Regions from separate parts of the Hordeum vulgare genome. Here all the other regions are linked to region 2. Evidence: chromatin contacts called from public Hi-C data. All regions are on one chromosome and are shown on one strand. Each heading gives the region's core, a stretch centred on a gene start, on an enhancer-like site or on the middle of the called end of the contact. The rest is flanking DNA. Distances are from core to core; before and after follow the strand shown.

Evidence for each region. A called contact is a pair of places that touch in the nucleus more often than the background predicts.
Region 1: a Hi-C map of leaf shows a contact between it and region 2, with 10 times the contacts expected there. The contact joins the promoter of LOC123411626 here to the promoter of LOC123407608 in region 2. A contact is called at or near these places in 3 of 6 Hi-C or Micro-C datasets (leaf and seedling) and 1 of 1 datasets of contacts at active chromatin or transcription factors (embryo).
Region 3: a contact with region 2 is called in a Hi-C map of seedling, with 6 times the contacts expected there. The contact joins the promoter of LOC123408823 here to the promoter of LOC123407608 in region 2. A contact is called at or near these places in 2 of 6 Hi-C or Micro-C datasets (leaf and seedling) and 1 of 1 datasets of contacts at active chromatin or transcription factors (embryo).

What each region holds. Positions count from the first base shown.
Region 1 is chr7H:110,968,589-110,973,524 of MorexV3_pseudomolecules_assembly, forward strand. LOC123411626 (signal recognition particle 9 kDa protein) reads right to left here and starts at 1,459. Exons shown (of 4, transcript XM_045104590.1): 1 at 1,235-1,459; 2 at 1,064-1,132. The coding sequence starts at 1,306.
Region 2 is chr7H:111,421,263-111,425,922 of MorexV3_pseudomolecules_assembly, forward strand. It overlaps LOC123407608 (ribonucleoside-diphosphate reductase small chain), which reads right to left and starts at 2,588. Exons shown (of 1, transcript XM_045100773.1): 1 at 1,050-2,588. The coding sequence starts at 2,287. The coding sequence ends at 1,268.
Region 3 is chr7H:110,921,750-110,926,511 of MorexV3_pseudomolecules_assembly, forward strand. LOC123408823 (endoglucanase 17) reads right to left here and starts at 2,092. Exons shown (of 6, transcript XM_045101863.1): 1 at 1,742-2,092; 2 at 1,253-1,660; 3 at 900-1,154. The coding sequence starts at 1,954.

The DNA.
Region 1 (4,936 bases), core at 209-2,708, 450 kb before region 2:
GTGTAAAAAACATTTAAGTATGAGCTTAATAAAATCGTTCTTCAGGGTTAAGCTAATCACATACCAAATCCACATTTGATGATATATACAAAACTAAGGCCCAGTTCTTTTCCTGGCAGAACATTTAAGTATGAGCTTAATAAAATCGTCCTTCAGGGTTAAGCTAATCACCCAGGTTCTCCCAGAATATTGTATCCCTATGTTTTTTACAATCCTAGCTGTTCACATCCTAACTAGATAGGATTGTAAAAAAAATATGGATTCAAGATTCTGGGAGAAACTGGATTGAGGGTCGATTCTCAAGATTATGGGAGAATCGGCCAAAAGAACTGGGCCTAAGTAATTTTCTAGATGAAGCGAGGAGAGGGATATCATATACAAGTTTAAGTGGTTTTCAGTCTGTACTATATATTTTCCTGGCTCAAATCCATACAACTAAACATGTACTCTGCAGTCTGTACTATCTGTTTTCCTGGCTACGCATTCATCCAGGAACAGATAAACTTACTAGTGGGCACAAGAGTACTTTCGTCATGCACAACAATGATTTGCTTCAATTAGGAAGGAAAAGCACATATGCCCACCCACACTAGTGTAACTACTGTGAACTAATGCTAACGGCTGCTAAGGCTTTTATGGCAAAATCTCCTGGGTTTATGATATCAAGCAGACATTTCGTTGTAATTGGCATCTCACTATCTTTCTTGACTTGAAAATAAACTTGAGATGAATTCTATGTTTACAGGATGATTGTAAAATCAAAACTCCTCAAAAGAGAGATCAGTTTTGCTTTCTGTTAATGCTGAACGATCTAACTGCTGTAGTATTTTATCGAGCCACTTATACTATACCAAGCTATGCTACGTCACAAAATTCAATACGCAACACTGAACCATCCCACGCAATGCATGACCTACAATAACGCTCGATCGGCTCAATCCCTAGCTGTAACACGCATCTCGTAGTGACACGCGTGATCGGGACCTAAAACACACACTTCCTGATCATGAATTTGGAGTCAATCCCCAAATCTGGGCAAAACAAAGAAGCCTGGGCGCCGTACCTCGCGGTCGTCGGTGACCTTGAGCACGAGCTTCCCGTCGCAGTGCCGGTACTTCATGCAATAGCGAGTCTGCACACATGGGCAACGGATAACGGATTAGATCGAGATGCGGGCAGGGGGAATCGGGCATGGGTGGACGAGGGGGGAAGGAGGGATGGGGTCCCGGCGTACGGTGATGGGGTCGGCGCGGAAGAGCTGCACGGACCGGTCAACGAACTCGTCCCAGGAGTCGAAGTACACCATCGCTGCGGCGGCGCTGGCCGGAGGCTAGGGCTTCGCCGCGGTGTGGCGTGGTCTCGTCGGGATCTGGGGGGTTTGCTGGGAGGAGTCTGCCGCGGTTTGAATAGGGCTGCGTTCGCTAGACTGCTCCCTTGGGTCCGGTTCGGGGCTGAACTTGTGTTTGGAAGGGCGACGGGTAGGGCTTTAGGCTGTGTTTGCGTTTGGTTCCGCTTTTCTTACAAACTTCTGTTTTAAAAAAGCTAAGAGCAACTTTAACATGCCGATCCAAACGGTCACGTATTTTATTCGCTTTTTGTTTATTTGAGTCGGTTAGACCAACATGCGCACCCGCATTTTTATAAGGACTTGAGCGCCTAACGAAAGGCGGACCCAGATTTACCTATATAGAAAAAAACAGATTTCACAGAAATAAACATAATTAAACATAATGGCAGGTTAACCGCCGGTCAAAATCCACTTAAACCTAATTAAACATTAAATAAAACATAAAAAAGTCGGTGCCCCCACGTTGCCCTAGACGTCGTCGGCGTTGCCCTTGCCCTTGACGTCGCCATCGTCGTTGGTGAGGTCGATGAAGACGGGAGTCGGGCCAGTCCACCCGAACGCCGCTTGGTACGCTGCAAGGGTAGCCTCCTCCGGCGTCTGCTGGGGCACCGACATTGCGGCTCGCTGGGCGCGCTCCTCCTTCTCCCCCCTCCTCCTCCTCAAGTTGCAGTGCCTCCGCGTCGCAGCGCACCTGCTGCTCCCGAAGCAACTCCAACAGGACGACCCCAAATGGACAGTGTTTTTGTCCGTTTTTTGTTCGTTTGGGTCGTCCGTCGGCCTGTCTGTGTCTATTTTTTTAAATGGATTGACACGTGCATCCAACGGAAAGCAAGTGTGCAACAACATTGTGGTATTGAAATAATAGGAGAGAGGCGGGTGGGATAGGCGAGCGAATTAAATAAACACACATAGGTAAGTGCATGGTTGTGTGACAAGTAGCCAGGCCGGACACATGCAGACACCGAGGAGACGCGCGCGTCCGCGCCGACACATTTCAGTCCCAAATTTGAGCTAGAAATGGGTCGGCACGGACGCGAAGCGGACACATTTTGGCAATGGGTTCGTGCGTTGGGCCATCACTTTTTCCGTCCGGACCCAAACTGATGTCGGCGGATGAAATGGGTCGCCCCATTGGGGTTTCTCTTGGAGCATCTCGACCCGCGCCCCCAACAGGCCCTTCGAGGTCATTTTTTTCGCCAGCGAGGGAAAAACGTTTCAGTCGCGTCTCCAAGAGCCGTTTTTTCGCTGGTTAGGGCCGAAATTGGCTCCGGCGGTCCCAGCCCGAACCGACCGCATTGGGGAGGGGGGCACCTGGGGACGCCGGCGAAGGAAAAACGACGCGACATGCCCCGTGTCAGGCGAAAAAAGGCCTTTTCTTCTCCGGAACCGCCCCTAGCGAACCACGCCTTTAGCCACCGTGCCGATTCCGGTGCCGCCCACCTGCCTACCGCCGCTACAAAAGGCCATCTCCCTGTTGACGGTCGTAAGGTTCGTCGCGGCTTCGCTCCCTCCCCCGTCCCCCGCTTCTTAGCGAGTTTTCTTGGCGCTCCGGGCACGTACGCGGCCGCGTGTCCGCCACGCTCGCCAGGTGTTTGGCGATTTGCCTGGGCGATGGACTCCGATGATGAGGAGGCGTTCACGACGCTACTAGAGGAGAAAGCTGATGCTGACGCCCAGGATGAAGAGGACCTCATGGTCCTCACCTCTCTGACCGACCTGTTCACGAGCAATGCAAAGCGACGGCGAGGTGGCTCTGTTGGTGAACGTTGCATAGGAAACGAAAAATTTCCTACACACACGAAGACCTATCATGATGATGTACATCCACGAGGGGAGATTTGGATCTACGTACCCTTGTAGATCGCACAACAGAAAGCGTTAAGAAACGCGTTTGATGTAGTGGAACATCTTCACGTCCCTCGAACCGCTCCACGAACCGTCCCACGAATCATCCCGCGATCCGTCCCACGATCCGTTCCGATCTAGTGCCGAACGGACGCTACCTCCGCGTTCAGCACACGTACAGCTCGACGATGATCTCGACCTTCTTGATCCAGCAAGCAAGAGGGAGAAGTAGATGAGTTCTCTAGCAGCGTGACGGCGCTCCGGTGGTGGTGATGATCTACTCCTGCAGGGCTCCGCCCGAGCTCCGCAGAAATCCGATCTAGAGGTAAAACTATGGGGTCTAGGGTTGAGTTGCATGTGGCAAAAGTTGTCCCAAATCAGCCCTAAAACACCACTATATATAGGAGGGAGGGGGAGGGGCTTGCCTTGAGGGCCAAGCCCTCAAGGGGTGCGCCGGCGCTATGGAGGAGGAGGACTCCTCCTCCAATTCGGTTTTGGAAGGAGGAGTCCTCCTCTTCCTTCCCACCTCCCAATTTCCCTTTTTCTTTTTCTTTTCTTTTGGTATTTCTTTAAGTGGCGCCATGGGGCCCTTGGGCTGACTCCACCGGCCCACTAGGGACTTGTGGTGCCACCCTATGGCCTTGGGATCACTCCCGGGTGGGTGGGCCCCTCCCGGTGAACTCCCGGAACCCATTTGTCACTCCCGGTGCACTATCGGAATTGCCCGAAACTTTCCTGTAACCAAATGAAACCATCATATATATCAATATTCATTTCCGGACCATTCCGGAAACCCTCGTGACGTCCGTGATCTCATCCGCGACTCCAAACAACATTCGGTAACCACACATATAACTCAACTATACTAAAACATCATCGAACCTTAAGTGTGCACACCCTGCGGGTTCAAGAACTATGTAGACATGCCCCGAGGCACTCCTTGTTCAATATCCAATAGCGGGACCTAGATGCCCATATTGGATCCTACATATTCTCCGAAGATCTTATCTGTTGAACCTCAATGCCAAGGATTCATATAATCCCGTATGTCATTCCCTTTGTCCTTCGTTATGTTACTTGCCCGAGATTTGATCGTCGATATCCGCATACCTATTTCAATCTCGTTACCGACAAGTCTCTTTACTCGTTCCGTAATATAAGATCCCGTGACTTACACTTAGTCACATTGCTTGCAAGGCTTGTGTGTGATGTTGTATTACCGAGTGGGCCTCGAGATACCTCTCCGTCACACGGAGTGACAAATCCCAGTCTTGATCCATACTAACTCAACGGACACCTTCGGGGATACCTGTAGAGCACCTTTATAGTCACCCAGTTACGTTGTGACGTTTGATGCACACAAGGTATTCCTCCAGTGCCAGTGAGTTATATGATCTCATGGTCATAGGAACAAATACTTGACACGCATAAAACAATAGCAATAAAACGACACGATCAATATGCTACATTCATAGTTTGGGTCTAGTCCTGTCGGTGAATACTCACAACATAAGCCATGGGTAGGCTAAAGATGGTGGGAACCGAAGTGGCACCGGAGGACGCTGGGAACGAGGTTGGTACAAGCATGGAACACATGATGTACCCAGGTTCAGGGCTCTCCGTAGAGATAATACCCCTAATCCTGCCGGAGTGTATGATGTATGAATGGAACTACAAAGTGCTCCTGGAGCTGTATGCGGATGAGGAAGAAGGAGCTGCCGGCTCGCGTCTGCCTCTCCTATG
Region 2 (4,660 bases), core at 1,338-3,837:
CCATAAAAAATGGCTAGCCCTCCGCTCAAGAAAAAAAGTACCTATTCCAGAAAACAATACAGTAATAATAATTATAAGTCCAAAAAAGTGGTCGAGCACTACGCCGAACAGATGCTCTGCTTTCCCCGTTTTCGCCGGGAACGCGACCCGCGCAGCGCGCTTCGATCGAGCGAAACCATTTCGGCGCCACCGGTTCCCGCCGTCTCCCTCCGCGTTTGGTTTGGTTTTGGTCTGGTGTGCGCGGCTGATTCTCCAGAGCAGCAGTACTACTGCTACAAAGACACTGAATCTTCGTACAGCCATAACCGAAGCTTCGTACAGCCACGGAAGTTCCAGTCTTCCAGATCAGTCGCGGCAGTACGGTTCACCGCCGACGTGGGCGCACGGCCGCCGCTGAAACATGAGGTCACGTTTGTGGCTCGCTCTCGCTCACAACAAAGTGCGTGTCAGTTGTCGCGCAAACCTGCATTAGACATGACATTTTGATGTACTGTACTGGTGCAGTAGTACTGCGCAGCCCATATCACCGTTCAGAGGGTCTTGCTTTTGGGCCCAAAGTTACCGCCCAAGATCTCGTTTTCCATACGGTATATTCCTCCGCTACGTAACAACCAAGTAAATCCAAGCGACTCCGGTATCGTACTCCAATTCTGCGACGAAGCAGACAAGATTTCGCGCAAAAAATCCAAGATTTCGTGCACAATAGTGGGGCCGAGACAGCACTCACGTCTGGCGCGCCGCAATCGGGTCACAGACAATTTTGGTCCCCGCTGAGCCCCTAACTAAAACCCTACCTAATCCTTGAGAACCCTATCCACCGAGGCATTCCGTCGAACGCCTTGCGCGCGCACGGGGTGTCACGCGCATTTCGTCGAACGCTATGCGCGCCCATGGACCGGCAGGCGCATTTCGTCGGACGCCGCCATGGACCGGCAGGCGCATTTCGTCGGACACCGCCTGCGCGCCCACGGACCGGCACGCGCATTGCATCGAACACCATCTGCGCGCCCGCAGGTTGGCATTCTTTTGCAGAGTCATTTCCACGAACATGAGCAGCAGATGATGTTTATTTATTCAGAAGTAATAGCTTTGATTCATTACAATACATCAGTACATCACCAACAAGAACCAGCGAAATAACAGAAAATAAAAACATTGTGGAGCACCCGTCACATGTATCACTGCTACTATTACTATGACTACGGAGCAACCAGACGCGGCCAGCGAGCCATTGGTAATGGAGACTGCATATCATCAGAGTGACTGATCAGAAGTCCTCGTCGATGCTGAAGACGTGCTGGGTCGCGGCGCCGCCGTTGAGGTTGGACATGACGGACGCCTTCTGGTACTCGCCGACGCGCTTCTCGAAGAAGTTGGTCTTGCCCTGCAGCGAGATGAGCTCCATCCAGTCGAACGGGTTGGTGGCGTTGTACAGCTTGTTGCAGCCCAGCGCCATGAGCAGGCGGTCTGCCACGAACTCGATGTACTGGCTCATGAGGTCGCCGTTCATGCCGACGAGCGCGCAGGGGAGCGCGTCGCAGACGAACTCCCTCTCAATGTCCACGGCCTCGGAGACGATCTCGAAGACGCGGGACTCGTCCAGCTTGCCGCGCAGGATGTCGTAGAGGAGGCAGGCGAAGTCGCAGTGCAGGCCCTCGTCGCGGGAGATGAGCTCGTTGGAGAAGGTGAGGCCCGGCATGAGCCCCCGCTTCTTCAGCCAGAAGATGGCGCAGAAGGAGCCCGAGAAGAAGATGCCCTCGACGCAGGCGAAGGCGACGATGCGCTCGGCGAAGCGCTCCCCGCCGTCGATCCAGCGGAGGGCCCAGTCGGCCTTGCGGCGAACGGCGGGGATGGTGTCGATGGCGCGGAAGAGGCGGTCCTTCTCGACGTCGTCGCGGATGTAGGTCTCTATGAGCAGCGAGTACATCTCGGAGTGGATGTTCTCTATGGCGATCTGGAAGCCGTAGAAAGCCCTGGCCTCGGCGACCTGCACGTCAGACATGAACCTGGAGGCGAGGTTCTCGAGCACGATGCCGTCGGAGGCGGCGAAGAAGGCGAGCACATGGGAGATGAAGTGGCGCTCGTCGTTGGAGAGAGTCGTGTCCCAGTGGCGCGCGTCGGAGGAGAGGTCCACCTCCTCGGCGGTCCAGAAGGAGGCCACCGCCTTCTTGTAGAACTCCCAGATCTGCGGGAACCGGATGGGGAACATGGAGAAGCGGTCCGACGACTCCGCCAGGAGCGGCTCCTCCGCGTCGCAGGCGGGCACCATCGAAAGGGCGGCAGGCATCTTCGAAGCTCCGGCGGCGGCGCTGGCCTCGATGCGGGGAAGGATTTGCGCGTGGGGAATTGGGAGATGGGACTGGCGGTGGTTCTGGTGTGGGGGAATGGAGCGGGGGGCGGAGGAGGTTTATAGGATGGGGATCGGGAGGGAAGATTTCGAATTGGGATGGATTTGGCGGCTCCTTGGGAGGGAAGGAGGAGCGGGGCGCGGGCGGGGACGCCGTGCGGCGGAAGATTGGGGAAAAAGTTTGGATTTTGCCGGGTGATTTGAAGTTTTCGGGGGGGAGAAAGGAGGGAGAGATGGAGGGAACCGGCGACAGAGGGTGTGATTACTCACGTGGTGTTAATTTTGGGGAGTTAGGTTTCGCGTGAGCGAGCGAGGGCGTTTTGGTAAAAAACGGGGGTAATGGAAGTATCTCGTGACTGGGCTTTGTGCTTGCTTTGGGCTATGATTGACTCGCTTATTCAGTTATATGTATGGTGTGGCCCGGCTTGCCTCCACACAAAAAAATGATGTGGCCTGGTGACTGTGTGAAATTCGGCTTATTTTGTTGTTTTCGGGCGTGCTCGGTCCGAATTCTACTTGGCACCTTCAGCTCCAAACAGAGTGTATTCGGTACGTGGCGCACACCCTCTCAATCGAAAACGGACGGCTCATTTATTAGCACTACGTACTACTACTATAGTAGTAGTAGTCTTTCTCTTCTCGCTTTTTCTTGGCCTGGCCTGCTATGTTTTGCTTCTGTCTGCTTTCAGGCCGGTTTTGGCCTGGGTTTTTGTGCTTTTTTACTTGTTCCATTTTAAATTTCATGATTTTTTTTGTTTTTCAAATTCTTTAACTATTGCCAAATTCATGATATTTTTTCTTAAATTCATGAACTTTTTCAAAGTATTGTTTTTAAATTCATATTTTTGTCTCAAATTAGACAACTTTCTCCCTCAAATATGTAAAAACAAATTAAGAATTGTGAACTCTTTTCAAATCTGTTAAGTTTTCTAAAAATTTGGGAACTTTTTTCCCATAACTTATTAACTTTTCCTAGATAGGTGAGTTTGTTTCCAATGTCTATGAACTTAAAAAACATATTTATGAACTTTTTGTAGATCCACGTATTCAAAAAATGTAAAAAAAAAACAAAAACAATTCATGATTTAAAAATCCCAAGAAATGTGATTTTTTCGATTATTTTTCCTCAAAGTCTGGCCAGTCAACAAGTTGACCTGTCATCCGAGCGAACGAAAGGCTGGTAGCGATAAAGTGAGCGAACTTCTCGGGCAGTTTGGTCGGCACACATGGGAGGCGCACGTGTACGCTGGTTCGAACACCCGGCACTCAAAGCCCCGAGTAGGAGGCCTCCGTGTTGAGCCCAATCCAAAAAATAGTTGTGTATCACAAGGACCTACTCACAGTACCTTATGGGGTGGTGGACTTATCTCAAGCAGATTTGGGTCTCATTCTTTTTGCGACGGATTCTACATAATCAAGATTCTTGGGAATTCTACCATAATCTGCTTTCCACATAATCTGTCGTATAGTTATTTTCTGAGGCTGCGGTTTGAGATTATAGATTGAGTTTGTGTGCTAAAAATGTGTAGCTTAGAACATTATCTACTTGAATACGAGCATGCGAGCATGAAAGTGATTTATGAAAATCAGAATGTGCTAAACATTACAATTAAAATGTCTTTAAAATTTTGTTCGTTACAATAAGGGATGAACTACAGATATATCGAATAATCTCAAGGTACGAGACTGACAGCAATAGCCTCGCGTGTTGCGATCATGAGACCATCAGCTTGTGGTGGTAGAGTGTTGCCATCGATAAACAGCAATGGAGGTTGCACATATGCATCATTGTCAAATTTGTCAAATTGCTAATCATGTAACATGCTATCACGAATCCAATTGTGAAGAACATGCATACAGTGACAATCATCCTTTGGGGCTCCGGTTTATACCGAGGTATGCCTCCGAGATTTCGCCATCAGATGCTCTTTCAATAAAGTTTCGCAAAAAAGAATGACAATGGTTGAAGGCCTCCTGTCTCCCAACCAACGGGTGTTGTTGGAAATCTGATAGATGGTATTGTTGCCCTTTGTATGGCGATGTTGGGTGTCTGGACTCCACAAGGTAATATCTAGCTATAGGAGGGCATTAGAAGTCATTTGAAATTTACACATATCATCTTGTTGACTGTGGGGGTGGGGGAAATGATCATAACGAACTATAGCATCACTCCATACATGTGTATCGTGAGCAGATCCGGGACATATCGGGACAACAAACATGGACCTCGTATCAAAATCATACACCATCGTAAATTTTTCACTTGTGTAACCTTACCTAATCTTGTGATGGGGCACCAACTCCTTGGGCACA
Region 3 (4,762 bases), core at 842-3,341, 500 kb before region 2:
GACAATTATTCCTCGCCTCTGACAGTTAATCCAGACAAGACACAAGAGAACGCAGGTCATCACCCAACATGGCGTGCACGTTCAAAGGAATATCTGGTGAGTATATAGCCTCTAGGAAACTAGTATCATGATATCGAGCCGACCTTTCGTCTGATCTTTTAAAATTGCTTTTGGGCCCTAGCACAACCCAGCCCCACATGTCTGTCTTGGTCAAAAGAGCAGAGCGCGCGTGCAAAGGTTCCCCTCATGGCCGGCCTTCCAGCCCATGCATGCTCTTGCTTTACTACGCGAGCAGAGTGCCCTGCTCTCCAAGCACAGAGAAATCCTCTAGTTTAGTATATCTGCTACGGCTAATTAGTAAGAGATGCATATTCACACTGATTGTCAGGATGGCACGTCTCAAACTTGACGATGGCATGCCAAGACTGCGCATTGCCCGCTGCGGCTACCGAAAAGAAAAGATAAACTAGCACTCGTGAAAAAAAGGCGGGAAGCCGGCGCATGTGCGCGCCGCTGGGCACCAGAGGACTAGTGTCGTCGTTGCTCTTGTGTTTGTGTGTACACAAACCGAGCAGAGCAGAGCAGGGCAGAATCACGCAATGACACACGAGAAGCGGCCAAAACAGGGTCAGGCATCCCTGCGTCGACGCATCATCCTAGAGTACCTGGCTATACTACTTCACACTCTATACCATAGGTCAGCACAGCAATGCAGTGGTGGAGTGGCCGTCATGGCTAGTCAGCAACGTGCAAGAATCAAGTGCACCTACTGTGTGGTCTGTGTTACACCAAGTACAGTAACATACCCTACTACTCCTAGTCAACAGGAACATGCATGTATGTCCGTAATCTAGGAGTAGCCTAGCAGGAATGAAATGTGCATGGTACTACTGTAGTACCTTGGAGATGAGGATGTTGATGCCGGCGTGCTTGTTATCCCAGCCAAACTCGTTGATGGAGTCGCTGGCGCCGAGCGCCACCTCGTTCTTCTTGATGTAGTCGCGGTACACGCGCTGGCGCGACGCCTTGTGCAGCCACGCCGCGCCCCACAGCAGCTCGTCCTGGTAGCCGTCGTAGTCGCAGTAGCAGGGGCACACGGCCGAGTACAGGCTGCTGCTGTACGCACCACGGTACTTGTCCGCGAACTCGAACACCTTCTCATCGCAACCAAGAAGAAGAAAAATGAACATACATACTTATGTCTAATCGACGTGGCAGGTACGTGATGACGAGGCGGCTTTAATGCACTTACGGAGATGGCGCGGTCGAGGAGGCGCTTGGAGTAGGCGGGGTCGGCCTCGCGGAAGACGATGGAGCCGGCGGCGAGGGCGGCGGCGGTCTCGGCGGCGACGTCGGAGCCCGGGTGCGCCGGGTCGACCTTGTAGACGGTGCGAGGGGTGTCCATGTCCTCGGGCCGCTCCCAGCACGAGTGGTCGCGGAAGGCGTCCCCCACCTGCACGTACACTGTGTTGGGCGTCGCCGTCGCCTTCATCAGGTAGTCCGTCGCCCACCGCACCGCCGCCCGCGCCTCCCCGCCGTGCGACCCGAAGTTCTTGCCGAAGTCGATCAGCCCCCACGACATGAGCGTCGTCGTGAACGCCATCGGGAACCCGAACTTGACGTTGTCCCCCGCGTCGTAGTACCCGCCCGTCAGGTCCACCTACGCACGCACACCGCCGTGTTAACAATCAATGCAATGGAGCGCGAAAGAAGAGGAGGCGGTTCTAGTGGTGTCACTCACCCCGGCGGTGGCGCCGTCGTTGAGCGCGGAGTCGCGGCGCCAGCGGACGCGCTGGTCGGGCGGGAGGCGGCCGGAGCGCTGGCCCTCGAAGAAGAGGATGCTCTTGTGGAGGGCGTCGCCGTAGTTGTGCTGCGCGACGGCCGCCGTCGACAGGAGCAGCAGCAGCAGCATTGCCGCGGCCGCCACCATTGCCTTCCTCGCCGGCGACGCCATTGCAATCGCCTCGCTAGGTAGCTAAAGCTAGGCTTCACCGGTGTTGATGGGCGGCAGTTTAGTCGGTTGGCGCTGTGCGTGCGCGGCGGTTCGGGCGCTGGACTGCTGCTGCACTGGAGCGGCGAACGGCAAAGGATTTAATAGGGGGGGAGAGGGGGGTGGCCAGGTTTAATGGCATGTGAGGGCGAGGCTCCATGTGAGGGTGTAGCCAGAGAGGGAATGGGATGCTGGGGGCGGAGCCAGTCGCGGCGCGACACGTGCGCGTGGCAGCGTTGCGGCGCCCGGGGCGAGGACGAGGGCCGCGGCGTCCGTGGAACTGGTCCTTGTGGACGCTGCCGTGGACCGTGGTCGCTTCCGGTGCCAACCAAGGGCTACTGCCATTTGGGATTGGGAGCACAAAAGTGGTGTACCAAACCCTCAGAAATGCCTGTCTTGGGACCGATCGATATAACTTTTCTTGGAATCTCCATGGCTTCGTCCCTAATACAGTACCTGTATTCACGTGCAATCATTGGTTTACAACCTTGCAACATTTTGGACACAAAGAATGAAAAAAAAAGAGCAAATTGCAAACCTCTCACAGATGAAGAAAGTGGCTTGTCACTTTTTCCGGTTTTATCACTATGGACATTTTGGACATAAAGAATGCAAAAAACTACTTTTTCAGTTTTATCACTATAGTGCAATTTCTACGCAACTACCAATTTCCACATTTCAAAAGCCCGAAAGATGCACAATAAATCATCATTAGACTTAGCAACGAATGTGGGAAAATTAATTTCATGACCAACATTGTCATAACAAGAAATATCGGTTGGACAAAAAGTATAGGACCCAAAACAGTCATTGCAAGTGTTACATCATTTCACATCAAACGTCTGTACTCCCTCCGTCTAATGAAGAGTGTACGTTTAGCTTTAAAAATTCTTCATAAAATAATATACTTTTATCTTTTCAATGCACTATAAAATAGAAAGAAATGTATCTCTCTTATCACACGGTAATCAAGACCAATAATATTTTACACATAGTCCCCTTAATTTCTACATGTACTTAGTTCATTGGGGGTTGGATAATTAAAAAGAAGAGAGATGATTACTTGCACTTTTTCAATGCATTTTTGCTTCACTTTATAATTTGTTCTAAAATATCTATATGTACAATTTTCATCGGACAGAGGGAGTATACAATAACGTGTGCTCTCAGGGAAAACAGTGGGAGGAGAATCTCTTGATCGCCCTTGTGAATTTCATGAGGGTAGGCTAGCTAGGATAATTATGATGCATAATAGAGTATTACTTAAGTATTACTATAGGTTCATAGACTTAGGCCTTGTTTGTTTAAAAAGTCTTAGGACTTTTTTTAGTCTTAAAGAGAAAGTCCCTAGTACCTACGTGTTTGGTTCCATGTCTAAACATGGACTAGAGGTTATTAAATTACATACTAAAAGACTATGTTATCCTTATTAATGGACCGGAGGTTACTAAATGACATGCTAAAAGCAGGACCACTGTTGGAAAAAGTCTCAATGTTTCAAAAATACTCTTCCTTAGGGACTTCTTTATTTAGTCTCAAATGTCCACTTTTAATCCTTAAAAGTCCCTTATGTTTGGTTTTACATTAAAAAATCCCTGTAAACAAACACCTCCTTACTCTAAGGCTAAGTTCCTACGAAAAACGGTCTTGTTTGCTTATACATAAAGCTACAAGCTTATGGTCGCTAAATGGATTAGGTTGAGACGTGCATTTTTCTTCTAAGAGCATTTATAACCGTATTTGATAAATTTGAATCCTTAAACTTCCGTGGACGCAACCGATCAGTGACCGGGCGTCTTCGTTTTAACCTTCTATTTTTTCATCCGTTCAGGTGTACCTTTTATATATTTTTTCCATATGTTCGGTCACTTGTACTTGATTGATGAAGAAGAAAAAAAAAGAATAAATAAATAAAAAGAAAATATGATTCAGGTGTGATCGCATCCTATGTGATGGACTGACCGGACGTGTCCAGACGCATCCGTGAGTCCTCGTATCGACCTCATATTTGATATGGATATGGGGGTGTCGGTTAGTACGGACATTTGAGACGGGTATGATGGATTCAGTTGAGTCATGTTTTGTAACCAGTCAATGACTTGACCGGACGTCTGAGACGAATATAAAAGATTTAGTTGTAGATGCTCTAAGCTTCAACTTAGCAATTAGTGATCTTTGTCACTACCCTACTTGTTGCATTGCATATACACTAACACCCCGTTTGGGTCGCATAACTCAGCAGTTAGTTTTATAAATTGGAAATGAACACGGTAAACATCAATTGTTAGGCCGCACAAATAATCGGAATTGGAATTGTAACCCAATTCCAAATGAACATGTGGGGGGCTAGAATATGTGCATCTCGGTCAAATGATTAGAGGTCTCAATTTTGCCGAAATGACCATGCCACCTATGTATACGCAATAAAAAAAATATGGTACTGCATTACAACTGTAAATTATTGGTAATACAAGTACTAATGTACTATATTAAGAAATATTATTATCTTTCAAACATGATTATTATGCATATATAAATTTTTTTGTAATATTATGCATATACAAATATATTTTTGTAATAACGGTAAAAATAAAATAACTATATATAATCCAAAACCATGTGGATATCATTACATACACAAATAAATTACATATATTTGGTAAAAAAAACAGATACAAAAATACATACTTCTAAATATGCACTAAATGTAATAAAAATCTATATAATCCATATTTAGGAATGATGTAATAGAAAATATAGTGTTATAACATA